3 separate regions of the Zea mays genome follow, and all the other regions are linked to region 2. A link is a contact called in public Hi-C data. All regions are on one chromosome and are shown on one strand. The core of a region is the stretch at or near the end of the contact, and the rest is flanking DNA. Distances in the headings are between cores, read along the strand shown.

Region 1 (3,006 bases), core at 343-2,842, 130 kb after region 2:
TGCAAGTTTGGTTGTTCACATATGTTGCATGCACCTTCTACTACGCATATGGCACTTTTGTTTTTGCTCTCTAACCATGTTTGTAGAGAAAGTGCCATCGGGAGCTCTGTTTGAGGTGAAACAGAAAAAGCTGGGAGAAAGGTAATATTCTGGGACTTAGTCAATTGAATTATACTCTAAATGTGTTTGTCTAAGTCATAGGAGGATCCTCCCAAGAGTTGAAATCAAGTGGAGAAGAGTTGGAGAGGTTTGGCTCTGTCTGGGCCTCTCCGAGCACTCACCCGAGACGCCCTCGGGCGAGTCGTATTTGTGTATCCCATCCGAGGATGGTCTCGAGCGGGCCGTGTCTGCGGGAGGCCTCAGGCGAGGTGTAAATGTGTCTCCTGTCCGTGGATGGCCTCGGCCCTCGGGTGAACCGTGACTACGTCTCCCGTCCAAGGATGGCTTTGTGCGAGCCGGGACTGTGTCTCCTGCCAAGGTTGGTCTCGGGCGAATCGAAAGTGCGTCTCCCCCCGAGGTTGGTCTCGGGCGAATCAAAATTGCGCCTCCCGCTGAGGTTGGCCTTGGGCAAATCGAAATTGTGTCTCCCGCCGAGGTTGGTCTAGGGCGGGCCGTGACTGACTCGAGCGAGTCGGGACCTCTTTTTATATATTTCCGTGGTCTAGTTACTCTTTTTTATATATTTTTATATATTTTCGTGTCGCTCGCTACACGCGCGGGATGGAACGACATACGAAGAAATTGTCACTTTGTTCGTATATTGCTACAATTTCTATATATCATATAATTTGATCGATGAGTTGCAGTGGTAGAAACTAAACATTTTTATAATATAAGTGCGTAGGATTCGAGTCCTCCATGTCCTATTTTTTAAAAATATTTTACGATCGAAGGAGGCGATGTATGAAGAAATTTACGCTTGGTAGAGCCGTTTTTTTGGTTACAGAAACTAGATCAACTTCACATGAAAACGAAGGATTCAGGAAATTCTTCCGACATGGCCTAAGGATTTAGAAGGTACGTTCTGTCCGTGTCCGGCACAATCACGATGGGTGGGCACAGGCGCACAGCCACAGCGCACGTCGTCCTTGCACGCGCGTCAAAGGACCCCGGCCGCGCGTGTGGCCTCCAACTCGAAACGTGTGGTTTGGCCACCGGTGCCGGTGCCGGTGCCGTCTCGGCCGTTGCTGCCTGCTCGATCGGTAAGATTGCCAGAGCAGTACCGGTCGACTCGGCGAGGATCCCGGTCCGGCCAGAAGAATGCAGATGCAGCCGGAGATATTATTAGATACAGTAGAAAAGACAGTGCACGGCACGCCTCTCGCCGGACCCGTGCGCGAGCGTCTCACCGACCCTTTGGGCGGCTCATGGGGCGCCCTGCCCTGCATTGCCTTGCCGGTGTAACTAGACCATGCAGGACTGGCTAAAAAAACTATCGCAGGTTCGTGTATGTGGCCTCGGTATGATTGGTCATTGGTCGGGTACGCTTTAACTAATCCACAACCACCCTTTCTTTACATACATGTTTGCTGCATACGTGCGTGAGTTGAGCTTGCTTTAACTAATCCGTCTCTTCTTGGCTATGAGATGTTTGGGTGGGATGGAAGGACGGACGCCTCCTCTGCTTCAGCAATCAGCAATCAGCAGCAGCTGAAACCGGACCAGCACCGCAGGCCACGCTGGTAAAGAGAGAGACAGAAAAAACATGACATATCCCAGGCTGCGACCCAGACCGTTCCAGGTACGTGGATCGCCGGCTGCATATCTGCCTGCCCTCTTCAACTCCCCAAGAGCCAATAACCAGCGCGGCGCGGCCCCTCTCGCCCCCATAATAAACAACCGCAACGCTCGCCACCCATGGCTACCATACCACCACCACAGCACAGGGACAGCAGCAGTGCCACCGCCACCACCAACACCAACCATGGCCTCCACAGCGTCCCTGCAGCGCTTCCTGCCCGCCTCCCCGCACGCGTCGTCCCGGCGCCGCGCCGGCCGCGCCCGAGCGGCCGTCTCCATCCCGTCGTCGTCCCCGCCGGCGACACGGGATAATGAGGTCCCCGCGGAGCGGCTGGAGCCGAGGGTCGAGGCGCGGGAGGGAGGGTACTGGTCCCTCAAGGAGAGGTACCGGACCGGGCTGAACCCGCACGAGAAGGTGAAGCTGGAGAAGGAGCCCATGGCGCTGTTCATGGACGGCGGCGTCAGGGACCTCGCCAAGATCCCCATGGAGGTGATCGACGCCGCCAAGCTCACCAAGGACGACGTCGACGTCCGCCTCAAGTGGCTCGGCCTCTTCCACCGCCGCAAGCACCAGTGTACGTCCACTGCCTGCCTCTGCGCCGCCCCCCCCACCCACCCCCCCCCCCCCCCCCCCCCCCCCCCCCCGTGAAATGCAGATTTACTTGCTGCTCGTAAAATGCAGTCATTTGCGACTGGATTTCAGATGACTCTGTTCTTGATGCACTATTACATGACTGCTCTGTAGTCTGTAGTGTGCAGCTTACATAACTGAGAAAAAAGAAGTCTCACCTTGGACTTTTAGTAGGCAATAGAAAATTTCATCAAGGTGTTGGTACTAAATAGCAGAAAGCATCCCAGTCGCCGTCAGTACTAAATAAAATACACCTCAAGAGTCAAATGCCAAGCATACCAGTTATAGTAGTAGCTTTCCGTAGATAACGAATATACCCGCGTCACAAATAACGATCTTTACTTTCTGTTATCCCGAACCAGCGGTTTCAGATTCGTTTTCTTTCTTGGACCATCCGTTCTTTTGGACAAAGACCTCCTCTCGGACTGGGTTCAGTTCACTCTGAGCCCGAGTCCGTGAGACGAAATGGTGATTTGCTGCTAACTAACGGCTCCTCCATGGACCATGGCTATGCTGCGCTGCAGACGGGCGCTTCATGATGCGGCTGAAGCTGCCCAACGGCGTGACGACGAGCGAGCAGACGCGGTACCTGGCGAGCGTGATCGAGGCGTACGGCGCCGACGGGTGCGCGGACG
Region 2 (3,171 bases), core at 547-3,046:
CCATTCGTCCAGACGGACCACAGCCTGTCGCCTCACTCACTCGTAACAAACGACTCAATTCTCTGCAACGCGCTGCATAGGGATGCTGCAGCTGCGTCAACAACCAAGCCGATTTTCCCAACCGATCCACCACGCGGAATTTCTTCGCACCTGTGCTGGTTTTGGTTTTGATTAAGTGCCCGTTCGGTTCTTCCGGAATGCTTTACTGGATTGGTTCCGGATTGGAATAGTTCACAAATTTGTATTAGCTTGATGAGTTGGAATGGTTCCTGCCTCCAATCTGGACTAAACTAACAGAGCCTTAAAAAAAAGAGCTCGTCTTTCATCTGCAGAAGCAGAACCAAGACAGCTCTCTCCCAACCGATCCAACCACACGGAATTTATTTCCACCGCTGTTGGTTTTGTTGAAAAATTCGTCTCCTTGCCCTTGATCTGCAAGACTCTGGATTGACGACATGTATTAAGTCTCAACTCTTGATTGAGCACAGGTTTCAACAGAGTTGATGAACTGAAAAAGGATCTAAGAGAGAGAGAGAGAGAGAGAGAGAGAGAGAGACATCCGTGCGTATTCAACAATCGTCGTCATCTCAAGTATAGGTATAGTAGTAGATCGAGAAGGAAGTGCCCCGCTAATCATTTGAGATGATGGAAATTAATCTGCCTCTTGAAAGGAACCATGTACATACACGAAGATGAGAAACTAATATGGATTAGGGGGGAAGCAAGAGGATTAATAAGCAAGCAAAGTAATTAGGCATGATGTTTTGTCTCCAACGGAATCATACAATCATGGTGGAAGAAAGATGATTAGCTAGCAGTCCAAGATAGGACGAGCAAGGTGGAAGGCGGCGGCGGCCCACCAAATGACCAAACCCTAACAGATTTTTTTTTCTCTTCGTCTTTTTTCTGCTTGAGGCGACCGCCGGAGATTCCTTCCTTCTGCTGTTGTGTGCATCTCGAATGGTTTTTTCTCTCTACTCCCAATGCGACAAGGTAGCGGCGGCCGTGGCCCGGAGAGCTCAGTGGCGGCTCAGCATGGACAGCGCAACCACCTGCGCCCACTGCTTCAGCCGCATCTTCACCGTCTCCGGCGTGTCGCCTGCACGAACGAACGGAAAGGGATCAGAGATCGAAACTAGAATCACGGGCGGAGATTGCCTGGACAGCCGGAGACTACCTGGAGAGAGTATGGACATGGGGCTGCCGAGCGGCGACTCCTCGGACGAGGACGCCTCCGACGCGGCGCCGCACGAGCACGGCGGCGCCTCCGCCGCCCCGCCGTGGACGGCGTAGTAGAGGTCGAGCGCGGGCAGCGTCTCCAGGAGGCGGTTCCTCCCGGCGCAGGCGCAGGCGCACGCGCACGCGGCGGCGTGCGCCGGCTCGAAGCCGAAGCCCAGGTCGATGCAGCCGCGGAGCTCGTCGAGGTCGTCGTCCGTGACGCTGCGGGCGCGGCGCAGCGCCGTGCCCCCGCGGCGCATGCCCCTGCGCCGGCGCTCCCACGCCTCGTCGCGCTCGATGTCCGGCGACCACGAGTTCTGCTTCTGCAGCCCCAGCGCGGGCGCCTTCTTGCCGCCGCCGCCGATAACATGGCGTTGTTGCCCCGCCTTCTCCATGGGCAGAGCACTCCTGTATACCCTACCACTACCACCTCCCCTCCGCCCCCTCGCAAGGCGAAGGGGGGATTTGGAGAAGCGAGCGTCGAGGTGGGTGGAGGCGGCCGCGGCGGATTTTATCGCGCTGCCCGTGCCCGTCGCAGCGTTGGCGTAGCGGATGCGGGCCGCGGTCAGCTGCGTGACGTCTGCCGATGTAACTAGCCTAGCGTATATAAGTATATAACGTACCTTCCTTGTACAGTAGGGTATGCAAATCCAACGGTGGATTTTTGAACTGGAAGAAGGCAGCCACCCAGGGACGGGTAAGGTAATTATTAGGCATTGATTTCGGTCACGGGAGAGGGTGCGGCGACACGAAAAAAAGGACGGCAAGAATTTTTTGCGCTGACACTTATTTCCGGTTATAAACGATATTTTTGAATGAGCTGTTGGAGTTTGTTTTTTTTTTCTTTCCTTTTTGCCTGTGTATACAAACGGGAAACCTTTTTTGCCAGCACACAGTATGGTTCAACCACCTCATTGTAACGTTCCATTTTGAGCTCCAGTAGTACCAAAATTACGCTTCGCAACAAATTTCGTTTCCTTCTTTTCTTGGCGATGTACCCTAACTAGTTACTAGGCCCGGGCGGCCGGCACGCTTTGATGCATGAGCCGTTCGCGAGTGGGAAAAAAAAGGCGGTAACTGCTACCGGTCCACAGCGTGACAGTGCGCGAGATCATGAGAGGCGTCGTCGTCGTCCTCCTCCTCCGAGAGTCGCTTGCGGAGGAAGAATGGATGGATTGATGGATCGATCGGCCAATCGAGTCTCGAATGATTACGTACGTGTAATTAACATTGCGCCTCGCCATCAGTCGCGATCCCTCGAGACAAGATCGAAGAAAAATATCTGCGGGTCGATCACCTGCATGCAAGTATCTCCACTGGAGAAGAAGAAGGAGATTCAGACCACACAATTTATGTGTCGACCCATGTTTGCCCGGATTCATGCACGGACTGTGACTGATGCGGTTCGTGATTTGCGCTAGCCTGAAGATGATACATCTGTTAATTTCCAAGATCTTTTGTAGAGATATGTACTTGCTCCGACGTTGTGAAAAAAAAAGAGCTTCTTTTGGCATGGGCAGGGCAGAGTCAGTACCAGTACTACGAATCACGAACCATATCTAGAAGCGAAGGACCAAGCCACGTCCCGGTGCAATGTTTTATTTTAAGCCAAACCTGACGCTTGCTTTGCCCCCGCAAGTAGATCGGCGAATCGGATCTCTGTATCTGTAGGGTGCCGTGGACGGTGGCATGCTGCCAGAAACTGCACGGCATGCCTTGCGTCGCTTGAGCTTCCCAGCCTTAGCAACCGGCGATTGGCAAGAAAGAGCAAGAGAAATGCTTCAGACTCTGATGATATGGTCAGAACCAGTTATTTCTAGAAGCAACTACCAACTAGACCTGGTCTCAGGTTCTCCATCTGTGATTTGATTAGTGCGAGTCTACTACAATTTCGCGGAAGACTGTCTCTCCAACTCCACTACATCATGGGCTTGCGGCAACGGCAACGGCAAC
Region 3 (3,140 bases), core at 410-2,909, 170 kb after region 2:
GATTAAGAGAGGGAAAGGGTTGGAATTGATCCGACCTTTCTGGCCTCCTCAACGTGGACTAGGTTCTTTGGAACTGAACCTCGGTAAACAAATCGTCGTGTTCATTTGTGATTGATCTCCACTCAATTTGTTTCCCCTCCCTTCCTCTCTCTCTCTCTCTCTAAAAGTTCCCTTTCTCATATTGATTTGAGTTTGCTCCTAAGGTTATCCGCATTGATTGAGTAACTCATAGCAAGGAGAACCATCTTCCGCACTCCGAATTATTTCTAACACTAACCCCGGGCATAGTGCGTGTTCAAAGTTTATAATTTTCAGGTTTTGCCTATTCACCCCTCTAGGCGAATTTTACACATTTAATTCAAAATGACACCAATTGAAAGATATAGCTTTAGAAACAAGCAATAGTGCCATCTATCTTGGAATTTTAATTAAGCTATGTGTCGTGCTTTACTACATATTTTAAACCATGTAGCTTTGCTCGAAAAGTATGAATTGAAGACGAGCATTCCAACCATATGATATGCCTAGCATGTATGCTATGAGTAATACTAGTTGAAAAACTCATATTAATTGAAAAGAGTACAAAAAACAATACTGGGCATGAAAGGTAAGCTAGATAACAAATGAAATTAGATACGCATATCTAAAAGCAAGAAAATACAATAAATTCTAGTTACCTTAGTCATGGGTGGGGAATTTGGGTCCAAAGTGTTCACTAATCCACTTGGCAATATTCTTGATCCTATGTGATGCATCCAATGTTATACATCCCAATTTGCTAAGTCTCCAAATTTCCTGAAGTCCTTCAGACTTTTCACTTCCCTCTCGGGACCTAAACCTTCTTTGTGTTTTTCATGGTTGAGATAATCTTCTTTGGCACCCACATGCGTTTGGCCCTCTTTCCCTTGTTGGCTTGCTTGTTAGCTTGATCGCTACCACCTTTCCATTTTCTTCTTCTTGATTATGTATGGTGTAGTGGTCTTTTATCCACCTTGTTGATGTAGGTGTTTGAGGTTTTGCTTGTTGGCGTTTTCTTTTGATTCTCCCCGAACTTCACCTTGCATTGGTAAGACTTGTGACCTTTCTTGTGATATAGCCAGCAAACCACAGTTTCACTATCCATAGGCTTGTTTACTCTCGTAGTGATGTTATTTTGGGAGGTTGAGTTTGTTTAGCTTTGCCTTTTTTATCATACAAAGCCTTACCAAGGGGAGCCGCTTCATGCTTTAGCAATTCATTTTCTAATGCAATCTCATCCAAACATGTTTCTATAACAATATTTTTAACTTGGACTTGATTGCAAGAGTTAGAATCATTCTTTTTGATAATTTCAGAAATTTTAACTAAAGATGCTACTAGGGTACTACATATGGTTTCTAGCTTGTAGTTAGCTCATTGTTATGTATGCTATGAATTTCAATTTTCTCTAGCAAGAAGTAGAGGCCCATGTGTTGTTTCCCGTCTCAGCCTACAAAAGAAATGCCACCAACCGGTAGGCAGTAGCTGCGCTCGTGCAGGCCCATGTGGCCCAAGTTCTCCTTAGTCCTCACCTTATCGTAGAGCCACACTTTTGCGCTTTTCCGCCAGTCAGCTTTTTGAATGAAGGAACGAACGCCTCTAATTCCATATCCAGAACCGAGAGAGCTTCCTGCCCCAGCACGCTCAAAAGACAAGAGCAAGCACGGAACACCCATCCCCGACTGTAGTTTGCCCGGCAAGCAAACATCTCCGGCAGCCATGGCGTCCACTGTAACAGCCGCCAATAGCAGCCATGGAAGCGCCCTGCGTACCCGTACCGCCTCCCCAAGGCCGGTCGCGGGCTGGAGCTGCAGACGCACGCTTTCCACGCCTGCACACCACCACCACGCGCGGCCGTCACCCAGAGCTCGGGTTGTCGCCGTCCGAGCCGCCGGCACTCAGCGGGCGACCTGGTTGCCCGGACTGGACCCGCCCCCATACCTCGACGGCACGTCGGTTACCTGACGCCCTGATATCTGCCGGTGTCATCACTTCTGCATGTGGTGATGGTGTTGGTCAGTTGACAGTGTGGCGTCTCTGATTGCAGACTACCAGGTGACTTCGGCTTCGACCCTCTGGGCCTCGGCGAGGAGCCCGAAGCCTTGAAGTGGTACGTTCAGGCCGAGCTCGTGCACTGCCGGTTCGCCATGGCAGGGGTCGCCGGCATCCTTTTCACTGACGTAAGCTTGCTCATCCACGTCCCTCTTCTGTTTTTACGCCCTGCTAACCATGGGCTTTAATGAATGATCTGGAGAGAAGAAGGCTGACCTAACCCTTGCTTTGCTTCGTGGCTCTTCGCAGTTGCTCCGCGTATCAGGGAACAGCGACCTCCCCGTGTGGTTCGAAGCAGGCGCGGCGAAATTCGACTTCGCGAACACCACGGCGCTCTTCTTCGTCCAGCTCTTCTTGATGGGGTAAACCTCAACCTAAACAACTGTGACCTGTGATTTGATTTCATGGAAATTCAACTCCAATATATCATGACAGGTTCGCTGAAACCAAGAGGTACATGGACTTCAAAAATCCAGGATCGCAAGCAGAGGAAGGGACATTCATAGGGTTAGAGGCTGCACTCGCAGGTCAACAGCCAGGGTAAGTGAGCGTTGAAGCATACCCTACAAATTTCACCTGACAAACCTTAGCTAACGCCCATTACATCTTCTATTAAATTCGGACAGCTACCCCGGGGGTCCACTGTTCAATCCACTAGGACTCGCAAAGGATATAGAGAATGCTCATGACGAGAAGCTCAAAGAAATCAAGAACGGTATGTTCCGCTCAGCACATTTTGCGAGAAAAATAAAGCCTACAATAAGTAAGTTTTCTAATTAATGGCGTGATTTCTTACCGTCACAGGGAGGTTGGCAATGGTAGCCATGCTTGGCTTCATGGTGCAAGCATCCGTAACTCATGCCGGCCCCATCGACAATCTCTTGACACACCTTTCGGACCCGTTCAACAAAAATATCATTCACACATTCTCCTCTTCCTAAGTACTCGTCCCAATGCCCGGATGCTATGGCACAAAAAGGTCACAATGTTTTTGAACACAACAGAACAACATGATTATTGATTTACGTCCTTCTCCCCACCGAATAGGGGAAGGAAGGTTAGGGAAGCGT

The links. Hi-C and Micro-C count contacts between places; a contact is called where the count stands out from the background.
Region 1: a contact with region 2 is called in a Hi-C map of bundle sheath, with 2.6 times the contacts expected there. The contact joins the promoter of LOC103627781 here to the promoter of LOC100277102 in region 2. A contact is called at or near these places in 3 of 25 Hi-C or Micro-C datasets (bundle sheath, ear and tassel).
Region 3: a contact with region 2 is called in a Hi-C map of ear, with 2.2 times the contacts expected there. The contact joins the promoter of LOC100281795 here to the promoter of LOC100277102 in region 2. A contact is called at or near these places in 2 of 25 Hi-C or Micro-C datasets (ear and leaf mesophyll).

Annotation. Positions count from the first base shown.
Region 1 is chr5:218,275,401-218,278,406 of Zm-B73-REFERENCE-NAM-5.0, reverse strand. It overlaps LOC103627781 (ferredoxin--nitrite reductase, chloroplastic-like), which reads left to right and starts at 1,592. Exons shown (of 4, transcript XM_008648080.3): 1 at 1,592-2,315; 2 at 2,896-3,006. The coding sequence starts at 1,706.
Region 2 is chr5:218,407,880-218,411,050 of Zm-B73-REFERENCE-NAM-5.0, reverse strand. It overlaps LOC100277102, which reads right to left and starts at 1,796. Exons shown (of 2, transcript NM_001150763.2): 1 at 1,178-1,796; 2 at 733-1,099. The coding sequence starts at 1,613. The coding sequence ends at 1,020.
Region 3 is chr5:218,240,264-218,243,403 of Zm-B73-REFERENCE-NAM-5.0, reverse strand. LOC100281795 (light harvesting complex a/b protein4) reads left to right here and starts at 1,659. Exons shown (of 6, transcript NM_001154715.2): 1 at 1,659-1,970; 2 at 2,066-2,198; 3 at 2,320-2,432; 4 at 2,506-2,610; 5 at 2,697-2,785; 6 at 2,875-3,140. The coding sequence starts at 1,738. The coding sequence ends at 3,011.